Regions from separate parts of the Mus musculus genome. Here all the other regions are linked to region 2. A link is a contact called in public Hi-C and promoter capture Hi-C data. All regions are on one chromosome and are shown on one strand. The core of a region is the stretch at or near the end of the contact, and the rest is flanking DNA. Distances in the headings are between cores, read along the strand shown. Region 1 holds the start of Mrps15 (mitochondrial ribosomal protein S15). Region 2 holds the start of Adprhl2 (ADP-ribosylhydrolase like 2). Region 3 holds the start of Tfap2e (transcription factor AP-2, epsilon).

Region 1 (3,656 bases), core at 977-3,476, 270 kb after region 2:
TGTCACTGTCTTCAGACACTCCAGAAGAGGGCATCGGATCCCATTACAGATGTTTGTGAGCCACCATGTGGTTGCTGGGAATTGAACTCGGGACCTCTGGAAGAGCAGTCAGTGCTCTTAACTGCTGAGCCATCTCTCCAGCCTGAGAAGAGAGATTTCTACCAAGACCAGCAGAGCATGTTAGTTCTTTGGCCTCTGTTAGTGTGAGGTCTTCACTCAGAGTACCAGAAACAAAAGGCGAGCTGAGCTCTGTGAGCAGCGGGTGCCCAGCTGGCCACCTGAGCCCATCAGACCTGCGGCCCTCATCAGTGCTCACATCCAGGGCTCCACAGAATCCAGTTTCAAGTACAACAGGCCAAGTCTTTAGGTCACCCCTTTTCTACTCCCTGTCTATCCTCCCAGGAACGCCTGTACCCACAAGCACGTTGCTTTCCACTTACTTCTCTATGTTGGGGATGATGTCCTTGTATTCTTTGATGAACGCAGAGGAGGGTGGTTCATCGTCCTGCTTGGGTTGGACTGTCAAATACAGGATAGAAAATACTCAGCGTGAACTCCCATCCTCCCAGGCTCCATCCCTCTCACTCACTCCCCGAATCTGTGGCAAGTACCTAAGGGTTTAAGGGTCTCAAACTAGGTTAGCTCAGTTTCTCTTTTGCAAGCCTTGTGGGCACCTGCATGTTGCATGCTGCAAACAAGGGGCCTTTCTCAAGACATCCACTGTGCCTGCAACACAAACCGACTTGGCTCTACAGTTATCAGATTCCTCACTGGGATCGGTTCTCCCGTGGACAGGAGTGAGTTTGGCTTCTCTTTAACTCCTCGATTCCCCAGCCTAGTCCATAGTCTAGTCTAGAAGTAGCACTTTAACAAAGCTTGCTGGTTGACCACATGAATGAAGTACAGGGTGAGAGGAAGTGCTGCTAGCTTTAAGGGAATGTCAATAGCCAGTTCGCATCACTAAAAGCTCGGCTTCTGTGTGTGCATTCCTACTATGTCACTGGAAGTGAGGTTGAAGCCTGTAGTCCAACCCAGTCCAGCGCAACCAAGATAATCTATCCTCTCAAGCCAGACTCTGTCCTGCCACTATGCAAAGGACACTAGAAGCAATAAAGACTATGATATCACAGTTTATTGTGCACGGGGTTAAGGGTGCTTTTCATACCGCTGCCATGATTGAATCCTATTAACTGTGTTCCAATGGATCCTTTGACACTCATTTCAGCGCTGGTTCACAAAAAAAGCAAACTTGCCTCAAATAGTATGTGTTTGTTAGAGGGCCCTAAGGCATGCTAACTTAGGATGGGAAACTTCATCCTTCCTCTCAGAATAGCAGATAAAAAGTGTTACATTCCTAGAATTGTAACTCTTGCTAGTGTTGCCAGCCACACACTCATTGGGTCCAGCCAAGCTGGACTGGGTTGGACCTCGGGCTTCGACCTCACTCTCATCTGACACAGTAGGGATGCACACAACGAGGCGGAGCTTTTGGTGATCTGTATTGTCAAATGAGTGAGTGCTTTCACGCGAAAGCTCTTACTTCTACCTTCTCGTGCACCCCTAAACAATGAATGTGGGGGGGTCTTGGCCTGTCCCTTTGCGCGCCACCTCTGTTCCCTTGTCCACCCCAAGCCTTCCAGGCGGCCTCAAGTCTCAACAACCCAAGTCCTCGTACCTGGTTTCTGGACGGCGGCGTATGCTCGCGCGGCGCGCAGTAGACCTACGCAGAATAGAAAGGGCTGAGACTCTGCCATACACAGCCCCTCATGTCCCTTCTCCCACGAACTGTAGGCACCTGCACCTAACTACCGCCTCACTTCCCTATCTCCCTCCTCATCACCCCTTCCCTAGCCATCACCCTCTTTCTCATCCTGTCACTGCCTTTCTCGGGTCTCCGGGTGCCTGGTCTCCTCCATCTTCGCCCAGTCCCTTGGGACCCAGCTCGGCGGCTCACTCGGAGGCTGCAGGCCACAGCGCGCAGAGAGCAGACTGGCGCTACTTCCGCCCCTCAGCGCAGGGACTGGGGCCCGTGTCACCGCCTGGGCACGAACAGAGCTCAGCGCACGCCACGCGGCCCGCAGCATGTTGACTCCCGACTCGACGGGGGGCCCGCACCGCCACTGCCCGCTCCGCGGTGGATCCAGGTTACATGGGCGCAGCCATGACGGTTCGGGCTCGACCAATCGAGGTGAGAGCGCGACAAGAGCTGCCGAGGGCTGAGCGAATGGATCGGTTCCGGATTGTCAGGGAGCTGGGGCGGAGCCCAGGAATTTGGCCTGGTGGGCGGGCCTGTTTCTACGCTTACAGGCCCGGAGCACTGTGTGAACGCTATAATGTCACCTATTGACCTTGCATCCGGCCTAATCACTTTCTAAATTCCTTATGTTCCTGACCTGGTCCTCAGTTCTCAACCTGTTGGTCAAGACACATGGGGGGTGAAGGTTGTTGAGCGACCTATTCATAGGGGTCACACATCAGATATCTTGCATATCAGATATTTATATCACAATTCATAATAGTAGCAAAATTGCAGTTATGAACTAGCAACGGAAATAATTTTATTAGAGGTCTTCACAACATGAAGAACTGTATTAAAGTATCTCTGCATTAGGAAGGTTGAGAACCATTGCCTGGGGCTGGAGAAATGGCTCAGCGGTTAAGAGCACTGACTGCTCTTCCTAAGGTCCTGAGTTCAAATCCCAGCAACCACATGGTGGCTCATAACCACCTGTAATGGGATCTGATGCCCTGTTCTGGAGTGTCTGAAGACAGCTACAGTGTACTTACATATAACAATAAATAAATCTAAAAAAAAAAAAAGACTCACAACCATCTGTTCAGCTACAGTGTACTCATATACATAAAATAAAATAAATCTTTAATTAAAAAAAAAAAAGAGAACCATTGTCTTAGGTCCTAGTTATTTTAGGGCTTCTGTGGGACTCTCCTTACCTTCTCCAGAGGCTAATATTCTTTCTTGGCCCTCCTCCAGACACCGGGGCCCTGTAAGAACCCTCAGGTTCTAGCCTTCTTTCGTTGGCTTGTATCTCAGTGACTAAGGATAGAGTTTTTGGTAGGGTACTGAGCCATTACTATGAGACCCTGTGGGCAAAGTCTACCTTTATGGGCTGCAGTGTTCTCAAAACATCAAATGAGATTGGTAGCAATGTCTTTTACATTGTTCAGCCTATAGACCGAAGCAGCTGTATACAAAACACATGTTTAAATAGTCAGTATTCGGTACTCAGCTGTGGTAAAACTGAAATGAGGGATGCAAGGGCAAATATAAAGGAAAAGTAGTGGGGAGGGTAAAGAGAGGGGCAAGGAAAGAACACACCATCCCAAGCCTGAGATCAGGGCCGGGGAAAGTAGACCCAAGACAGGCAAGGCTTTTGTGGAAAGGTCTCCATTAGCACAGGGAATAATCCTGACAAATGTGGTTACATGAAACTCAAATGACATTAGGCAACTGAAGATGTGGTTTGGTTAGCAGAGTCCCTGCCTAGAATGCACAGTCCTGGGTTGGATTCCCAGTGGTACGTAAAAACTGGGTGTAGTGGCATATGCCTGTGACCCCAGGACTTTGGAATGGAAGGCAAGAGGATTAAAAGTTGTTCGAGGTCATCCTTGGTTGCATAGCTGGTTTGAGCCCAGAC
Region 2 (3,787 bases), core at 1,033-3,532:
GACTGAGGTACACTCTGAGGGACACTCATAAGGCTGTTCTGTCTTAGATGCAGCAGCACATGCATCACACACAGACACACACACACACACACAAGCATGCGCGCACACACACATACCACAAACCTTCAGTATCCCTGCAGTCCAGTGAGGCTCGCGTCCTGGTCCTTGGGAGCCATGGCTCCAGTGTCTTCTCCTTCTCCAGTCTCCTGCAGGAAATTCGGCAGCAACTCAACTCTGACCACCGGGACAAAATGGAGACACTGGAGATCGACAGGGGCTGCCTCTCTCTCAACCTCACTTCCCCAAACATCTCTCTGAAAGTCAACCCCACACGCATCCCCAAAGAGTAAGACCAGTGTTTCAGTCAGTCCTTTCTGTGTGCCTTGTGTGTCCCTGTGACCTCCATTGTTTCCTTGTGTGTCCCTAGGACCCCATTGTTTCCTTGTGTGTCCCTGTGACCCCATCGTTTCCTTGTGTGCCCCAGTGACCCCCATTGTTTGCTTGCCTCCACAGCTCCACCACACTGCAGCAGTGGGATGAATTTACTCGATTCAACAAGAACCGGGCAGAGGCCGAAATGAAAGCGTCCATAGAGTTGAGGGAAGCCATTGCCCTAGCTATTGCTCAGGTGACTAAGCCCAACTCACCTCTGTCTTTCTTTCCACACTGACCACATGTTAGCCCTTCCCTGACTTCAAACAGCAATCTCACAAGGCCATGACACCCTCTTCTGGCCTGGCTCACCCTCCTCATGCAGACCAACAATGAACTGGACGCTCAGAGGGTTGCAACAGAATTCACCTTCAGGAAGCGGCTTCGGGAAATGGAGAGTTTTTACAGTGAGCTCAAGTGGCAAGAGAAAAATGTGAGTGTCACCACCACCCCCTTACCCTCCCCCAACCCCACCACCCTGCCTTTCCCACCATGCTGTGAGGCAGGGCATAAGGAACCCTGCCCTGAAGCTTCAGTTGGGAGCCCTAGTGTGAGTCTTGCCGGTGGAGAACAGTAATGTCTGCCACAGACCTTAGAAGAGATAGCCGAGCTGCAGGGAGACATTCGGCGCCTGGAGGAGGACCTGCGTAGAAAGATGATGAACTTGAAGCTTGCACATACCCGGCTGGAGTCCAGAACCTACCGGTCCAATGTGGAGCTCTGCCGGGACCAGGTACAAGGGGCCCCGGTGGGGACCACCCCTGTCTGCTAAGGAGACCTCAGTATTACCCCTCTTCGCACGTTTCTTGTGGAACAAGCATTCTGGTCCAAGGCAGTTATGCGACCAGCTGAAGGGTCTTGCGGCTGAACTGAAAACCCCATCCTGCCCCTCTGTCTTCAGACACAGTATGGCCTCATTGATGAAGTCCACCAGTTAGAGGCAACCATCAATACCATGAAGCAGAAGCTGGCCCAAACACAGTAGGTTTAGAGAGTGGGCAGGAATAGTGGGGGGCACTGCTCAACCATGGGGCCGTAGTGCCTGCTGGTCTCTCTGGGCTTTATGCTGGTGAGATGTCCTGGCCCCTGCAGCCTGATGTAGGGCTCTGAGCTCCCGATGCTTTGCGTTACAGGAACGCTTTGGATGCCCTGTTCAAGCACCTGGCCCGGATACAGGCTGATATCGCGTGCAAGACCAACACCCTGCTCTTGGACACCAAGTGTATGGACACCCGACGCAAGCTGACGGTGCCGGCTGAGAAATTTGTGCCCCAGGTGGACACCTTCACGCGCACGACAAACCGCACACTGAGTCCACTCAAAATCTGCCAGCTGGAGCTAACCTAGGCTTTGGCGGCTGAGGGAAGACACAAGATTGGTGGGAGGGGGGAGTAGTGAGGGGACAGTAAAATAATAAAAATGGAGTTCTCAAGCCAGGCTCTTTTCTGCTACCCCATGAGAGTGGCTGACCGAGTGAGACAGTCCACTTGAGCGATGGAGTCGCCTAGACTTCATAGGGGTCGAGTCCAAAGCGACTCCAGAAGGAATACGGGTGTAAAGATACAGGTGATCGCCCGCGGGCAGCAGTGGCTTTGAGTGGGCAACATTCTTGTTCAGGTGCTTTTCAAAGGGTCCTCCGCGGGATTTTAGGGAGCTGTCGGCCGCATTTGTGGTGCCATTTACAAATGAGAAGGTAGGGAGCGCCAAAGCGAAGCGTGCGAGTACTTATGGGGCGCTGAGACTCCCAGCCGTTGAGTGGCGCTGTGGGGTAGGACGTAGGCTGAGACTCCGGGCCACAAGGGGGCGCTGTGGGGCCGCGGGGAAGAGACGACCAAAGAGGCGGCAGCATCGATGCCGGAAGTGGCGACTAGTCCGCGCGCGGATGGCGGTGGCTGCGGCGGCAGCAGCTACAGCGATGTCGGCGGCGGGGGGCGGCGGGGCAAGTGCGGCCCGCTCCATCTCGCGCTTCCGAGGTTGCCTGGCGGGCGCGCTGCTGGGAGATTGCGTGGGCGCTGTCTACGAGGCACACGATACCGTCAGCCTGGCATCAGTCCTGAGTCACGTCGAGAGCCTGGAGCCGGACCCGGGCACGCCGGGCAGCGCGCGGACAGGTGGGCGGGGCACCACCGATCGGGTCCCCACCCCTGGGCGAGGGGACCGAGACTCGGGGGCGCGCGCGCAGACTAGGCTGCCGAGGTGGAGGCTCCTGCGGCGAGCTCCCACGAAGTCACGAGGCTGAAGGCCCCTGGATCGAATCGGTTTGCTCCAGCTCTCCGTGGTTGTAGGTCTCCAGCCATGACCACATTCAGAGCGCAGGCCTCGCCTAAAACCTTGGCTAGAGCCAGTTCCCGCGTGGCCAGTTCCGTCGTGACCAGCTTTCTCAAACTGCTGGCCCGATGTGGGCGTCGGCGAGGGCTGTCCCTAGCCTGTTAAGACATGTCCCTTCCTTTCGCTTGCAAACGCAGCTTGTCCTCAGATTCCAGGTCAGATGTCAGTAGAAGACTTGGTTCTTCTTGAAGAGCATGTAACATAGTAGAAGGGGGCCGTCGTCAGAACCCCAGAGGACTCCACGAGTTAAGAGGCATTTAGAGGTAGGGGAAGGAGCGAGGAAGGACGGGGTGTGCCGAGAAGTAGGAAGGATGGTAACAAAACCAGAGGAAAGAATTTCAAGACTAGGACACTGGTGTGTTACAGAAAAGTCAGGGTAGTCTGGACCCAGAAAACCATGTCGAGTTGGTCGAGAACATGGAAAACGGGTGTTAAAGGAAGCAGAGATAAGACAAATTTTATTTCATTATGGTTTGGTAAGATGGAAAAAAAAAAGGTGTGTTTTAGGTTGAGTGGTAGTTGGGACCCTGTGGCTGCAGGAAACACATTTTAAGAGGGTCTGAGTGGAAAGAACTGACAGAGTCCAAAGGAAGTTCTGGCCTCCAGCAGTGCTAAGTCCAGGAGTTCAACTCCTAACTAGCTTGCTTGGTTCCTCTTGGCCTTGAGTTTCCCTTTGGGGGGAGCTCACTTTGGCAGTCTCCTTTTCCTACAGTATGGTCCCAGTAACACTGCAGAAGAGGTTCTCCTTGGGGCTGGAGAGATGGCTCTGCAGTTAAGAGCACTAACTGCTCTTCTAGAGGTCCTGAGTTCAAATCCCAGCAACCACATGGTGGCTCACAACCACCTGCAGTGGGATCTGATGCCCTTTTGGGGGTGTCTGAAGACAGCTACAGTGTACTTACATATAACAAATAAATAAATCTTTAAAAAAAGAGAGAGAGAACGAGAGAGATTCTCCTTTGCTCCAACTCTACGAACATTGCAACTTGAGTCTGGAGCCCAGTCCTACATAAGGGACTGGCAATAA
Region 3 (3,378 bases), core at 619-3,118, 410 kb before region 2:
ACAGCCCCATCCCATGTGTCATGGCTGAAAGAAATCCAGCCTCGGCTTCGTTCTAGCCATGTGCCATCTAGAACATAGGTTAATGTTCTAATCTCTCAATGGTATCACTTTTACCTTCTCATCTGTTTCTTCACCAGAAAGAAACAGAAGGTGGCAGCGATTCCTCTCCACTAGTTTTTGTTGCAGAAACAGAACTTGGAGAGGAAGCCAGACTTGTCCAGAATTACACAGCCTCTGAGGAGTGAGACTAAATTTTAAATGCCTGAGTCCAAGACAGGAAAGAATAATGATCCTGAGAACAGAGAAGGGCCACCCCAGCACTGCCACTGAACTAGTTGTTTGACCATAGGCCAGTAAGTCACCTAGCCTCTCTGTGCCTTGTTCCTCACTTGAAAATGAGGGTGACAAAGGACTTGGTGAGTTAGGAGACTCCATATTAACGGTGTGTGGTGAGTGGGCACCGTGACCATTTCTATCCCCTCCCTATTTTCAACATGAAAAAGAAAACATCTTTCTGCTTTTTATTAAGATTTATTTATTTTATGTGAGTATATTTTTGCTGTCTTCAGACACACCAGAAGAGGGCATATGATCTCATTACAGATGGTTGTGAGCCACCACATGGCGGCTGGGAATTGAACTCGGGATCTGTGGAAGAGCAGTCAGTGCTCTTAACCACTGAGCCATCTCTCCAGCCCTCTGCTTTTTAAATTCTCATTGTCATTAGGATTTCTCTCACTTGCCTTTTCTTAATCCCCATCTCTGCTTCTTAGGACAGACGGGTTAAATTTTGGAAGAAAGAAAAGGGATTGGTAGTGGTCATTAGGGCATGTTTGACAGAGAGAAAGAGAGAGAGAGAGAGAGAGAGAGAGAGAGAGCACCTGCCATGGTGATGGTGACACACAAATGCGTAGACTGTGCCTAGGTGTGACAATGCACCCCTTCCACCCTGTGTCAGTATTTTGGCCTCTTCTTAAGTGCAGATCATGCCAGACTCCTACTCTCTGTGCCTAGGTGGTGTCCTCAGCATCCAAGGATCCTGGCTTGGCATTGAGGATTACCAGCTTAGAAAGTCTGAGAGAAGTCAGCATTTTCAGAGCGTTTTTTGGATCCAAAACCATGAAAGAGAGGTTGCTAACACCCCCTCTCTCATTCTCTCTCTCTCTCTCTCTCTCTCTCTCTCTCTCTCTCTCTCACACACACACACACACACACACACGCACACACACACTGACACAAGTATGCACATAAACTGATGGGCTTGAGTTTGCCACTCACCGGTGTATTCCACACTCACCCTTGGGTGGTCAGAGAAAAGACCATTTAACAGGGAAGAAAGCTGATACCAGAAACAAGGAATGCTTTGCTCAAACTCAAAGGCGAACGCGTACATTTGTTTAAGCATTAATTTTAAAAGATTTAGAAGGGAGTGGCGAGATCGTTTATTGGGTTAATTCATTGACCACGAAGCCTCAAGACCTGAGTTCGAACCTTCAGGACCCACAGGATGGAAGCAAATAACTGACTACTGCAAGTTGTCCTCTGACCCGCACATCGGGCACACGGGTGAGCCCTTCCACTAAATAAGTTAATGTAATAAGCAAATGTAAAGAGAAAATTCACAGACCCGAGCGAACACAGACCCCTGAGTTGCATTCCAGCCTCGAATCCCATTTGATCGCAGCTGCAAGCTTGGAGGCCAGAAGGAGCTCACATCAGCTGGACTCGAATTCATTCACTCCTCACCCCACCGGTTCCCACCAGAGCCACGCCTCCCTTTCCGCAGCCAAGGGAAAAGGCTGAGATAGGCCATAGCTTGTCTCTTTAATGCGCGCCCCCAGAGGCCCGAGCGCGCCCCCGCCGCTATAACTAGAGTGCATGGAGCAGGCTGAGCTCAGAGGGCGGGCGCTGGGCACCCGTTGCCCGACTTTTTTCCAAGTGCCATCAGCTCCCGTCTGGCCCATTTCCATGGACGCTCCCGCAGGCGTCCCCCGCTGAGTACCCCGTACCTTCTGGACTCCCGGCAGACTTACCCCCAGCTTCCAGACGGTGATCCCCGTGGGCTGTAAGGGCTCCCGGCTCTCGCCTCGCCGTCGAACGAGGGCTGTGTCTCCGCCACACCTCACGCCCCACACTACCCGCCCCATGTTGGTGCACACATACTCCGCCATGGTGAGTAGACTCGGGTCCCGGGCACACTGGGCAGAGGGCATCGAGGAGCCTGGCTGCTGAAGCCTCCAAACCTTCTGCCCCCCACCCCCGCGCCAACGAAATCGCGAAGGTAGGGGACCGTAGGGCCTCTTGGCAGCCCAGGAAGTGGTGGCAGAGACCCGTACGTGGTTGGTCTCCAGCCTGGGGCCGCGGCGCCCGCGGGGCCAACGCCGGTGGACAGCTGCAGGACACCCGCGAGCTGGAGGGGACCTGGCGGGCTGGTGTCTTTTCGGCCGCTCATGGGTCACCTAACGCACGCCTCCCCTTCTGCAGGAGCGCCCCGACGGGCTGGGCGCAGCGGCTGGCGGGACCCGCCTGTCGTCCCTGCCCCAGGCGGCCTACGGGCCCGCGCCGCCACTGTGTCACACTCCCGCCGCCTCTGCCACCGCGGACTATCATCCTCCTTACTTCCCGCCGCCCTACCCTCAGGCGCCGCTGCCCTACGGCCAGGGTCCCGACGCCACCGCTGCCTTTCCGCACCTCGCCGCTGACCCCTACGGCGGCCTAGCGCCCCTGGCGCAGCCGCAGCCCCCGCAGGCCGCCTGGGCCGCACCCCGTGCGGCCGCCCGCGCCCACGACGAGCCGCCGGGCCTGCTGGCGCCACCCGCCCGCGCTCTGGGTCTCGACCCGCGCCGAGACTACGCCGCCGCGGTTCCCCGGCTCCTGCACAGCCTGGCCGACGGCGCGCACGGCCTGGCCGATGCTCCCCTCGGTCTTCCAGGATTGGCGGAGCCGCCCGGTCTGGAGGAATTGCAGGTAAGCCCAGAGTGAGCCACGGTGGGTCCCGATGGGCAGCGATTTAGCATCCTGGCTGGAAACAAAAAAGTAACAAAAGTAGGAGCCCGGCTCTTCTCCCAGGTGCAACTTTCCATCTCTGCCGCTAACAGGGAGTCTTCCGTTAGATGCTGTCTGGCCAAAAGATGGCCTCGAACTGTGCCTGGGTGGCAGCAGCCCTCGTGGAATCACTTCTTTCTCTCCCCACTGTAGGGTTGAGCCATGGTGGGCATCCATACCCAGTCCCAGTCCGCAGGGGCAACCTGGGCCGGGGTTAGGAGAGGCACAGGAGTGGTCTATCTAAGGCAAGGCAATCATCCAGGCAGTGCTGCAGCTTAGACGCATATGGTGCTGAGCCCAGGCTATTCCTGGTCACGCCTGTCCCCCGGTAGC

Evidence for each region. A called contact is a pair of places that touch in the nucleus more often than the background predicts. Capture Hi-C pulls out chosen DNA fragments and counts their contacts.
Region 1: a contact with region 2 is called in a promoter capture Hi-C map of adipose tissue. The contact joins the promoter of Mrps15 here to the promoter of Adprhl2 in region 2. A contact is called at or near these places in 3 of 39 promoter capture datasets (cranial neural crest, erythroid cells and neural stem cells), 1 of 15 datasets of contacts at CTCF or cohesin (the NIH/3T3 cell line), 2 of 484 Hi-C or Micro-C datasets (CD4 T cells and natural killer cells), 3 of 115 datasets of contacts at active chromatin or transcription factors (effector CD8 T cells and embryonic stem cells) and 2 of 9 other capture datasets (adipose tissue and liver).
Region 3: a contact with region 2 is called in a Hi-C map of embryonic stem cells, with 2.1 times the contacts expected there. The contact joins the promoter of Tfap2e here to the promoter of Adprhl2 in region 2. A contact is called at or near these places in 7 of 39 promoter capture datasets (embryonic stem cells, liver, pre-B cells and 1 more), 5 of 484 Hi-C or Micro-C datasets (all in embryonic stem cells), 1 of 115 datasets of contacts at active chromatin or transcription factors (embryonic stem cells) and 1 of 9 other capture datasets (embryonic stem cells).

The regions. Positions count from the first base shown.
Region 1 is chr4:126,045,498-126,049,153 of GRCm38.p6, reverse strand. Mrps15 (mitochondrial ribosomal protein S15) reads right to left here and starts at 2,226. Exons shown (of 8, transcript NM_025544.2): 1 at 1,955-2,226; 2 at 1,676-1,720; 3 at 441-519. The coding sequence starts at 2,084.
Region 2 is chr4:126,320,198-126,323,984 of GRCm38.p6, reverse strand. Adprhl2 (ADP-ribosylhydrolase like 2) reads left to right here and starts at 2,282. Exons shown (of 6, transcript NM_133883.2): 1 at 2,282-2,543. The coding sequence starts at 2,315. Tekt2 (tektin 2) reads left to right here. Exons shown (of 11, transcript NM_001357262.1): 6 at 203-346; 7 at 514-628; 8 at 758-865; 9 at 1,022-1,165; 10 at 1,334-1,413; 11 at 1,566-1,864. The coding sequence ends at 1,779.
Region 3 is chr4:126,734,759-126,738,136 of GRCm38.p6, reverse strand. Tfap2e (transcription factor AP-2, epsilon) reads left to right here and starts at 1,868. Exons shown (of 7, transcript NM_198960.2): 1 at 1,868-2,172; 2 at 2,485-2,967. The coding sequence starts at 2,146.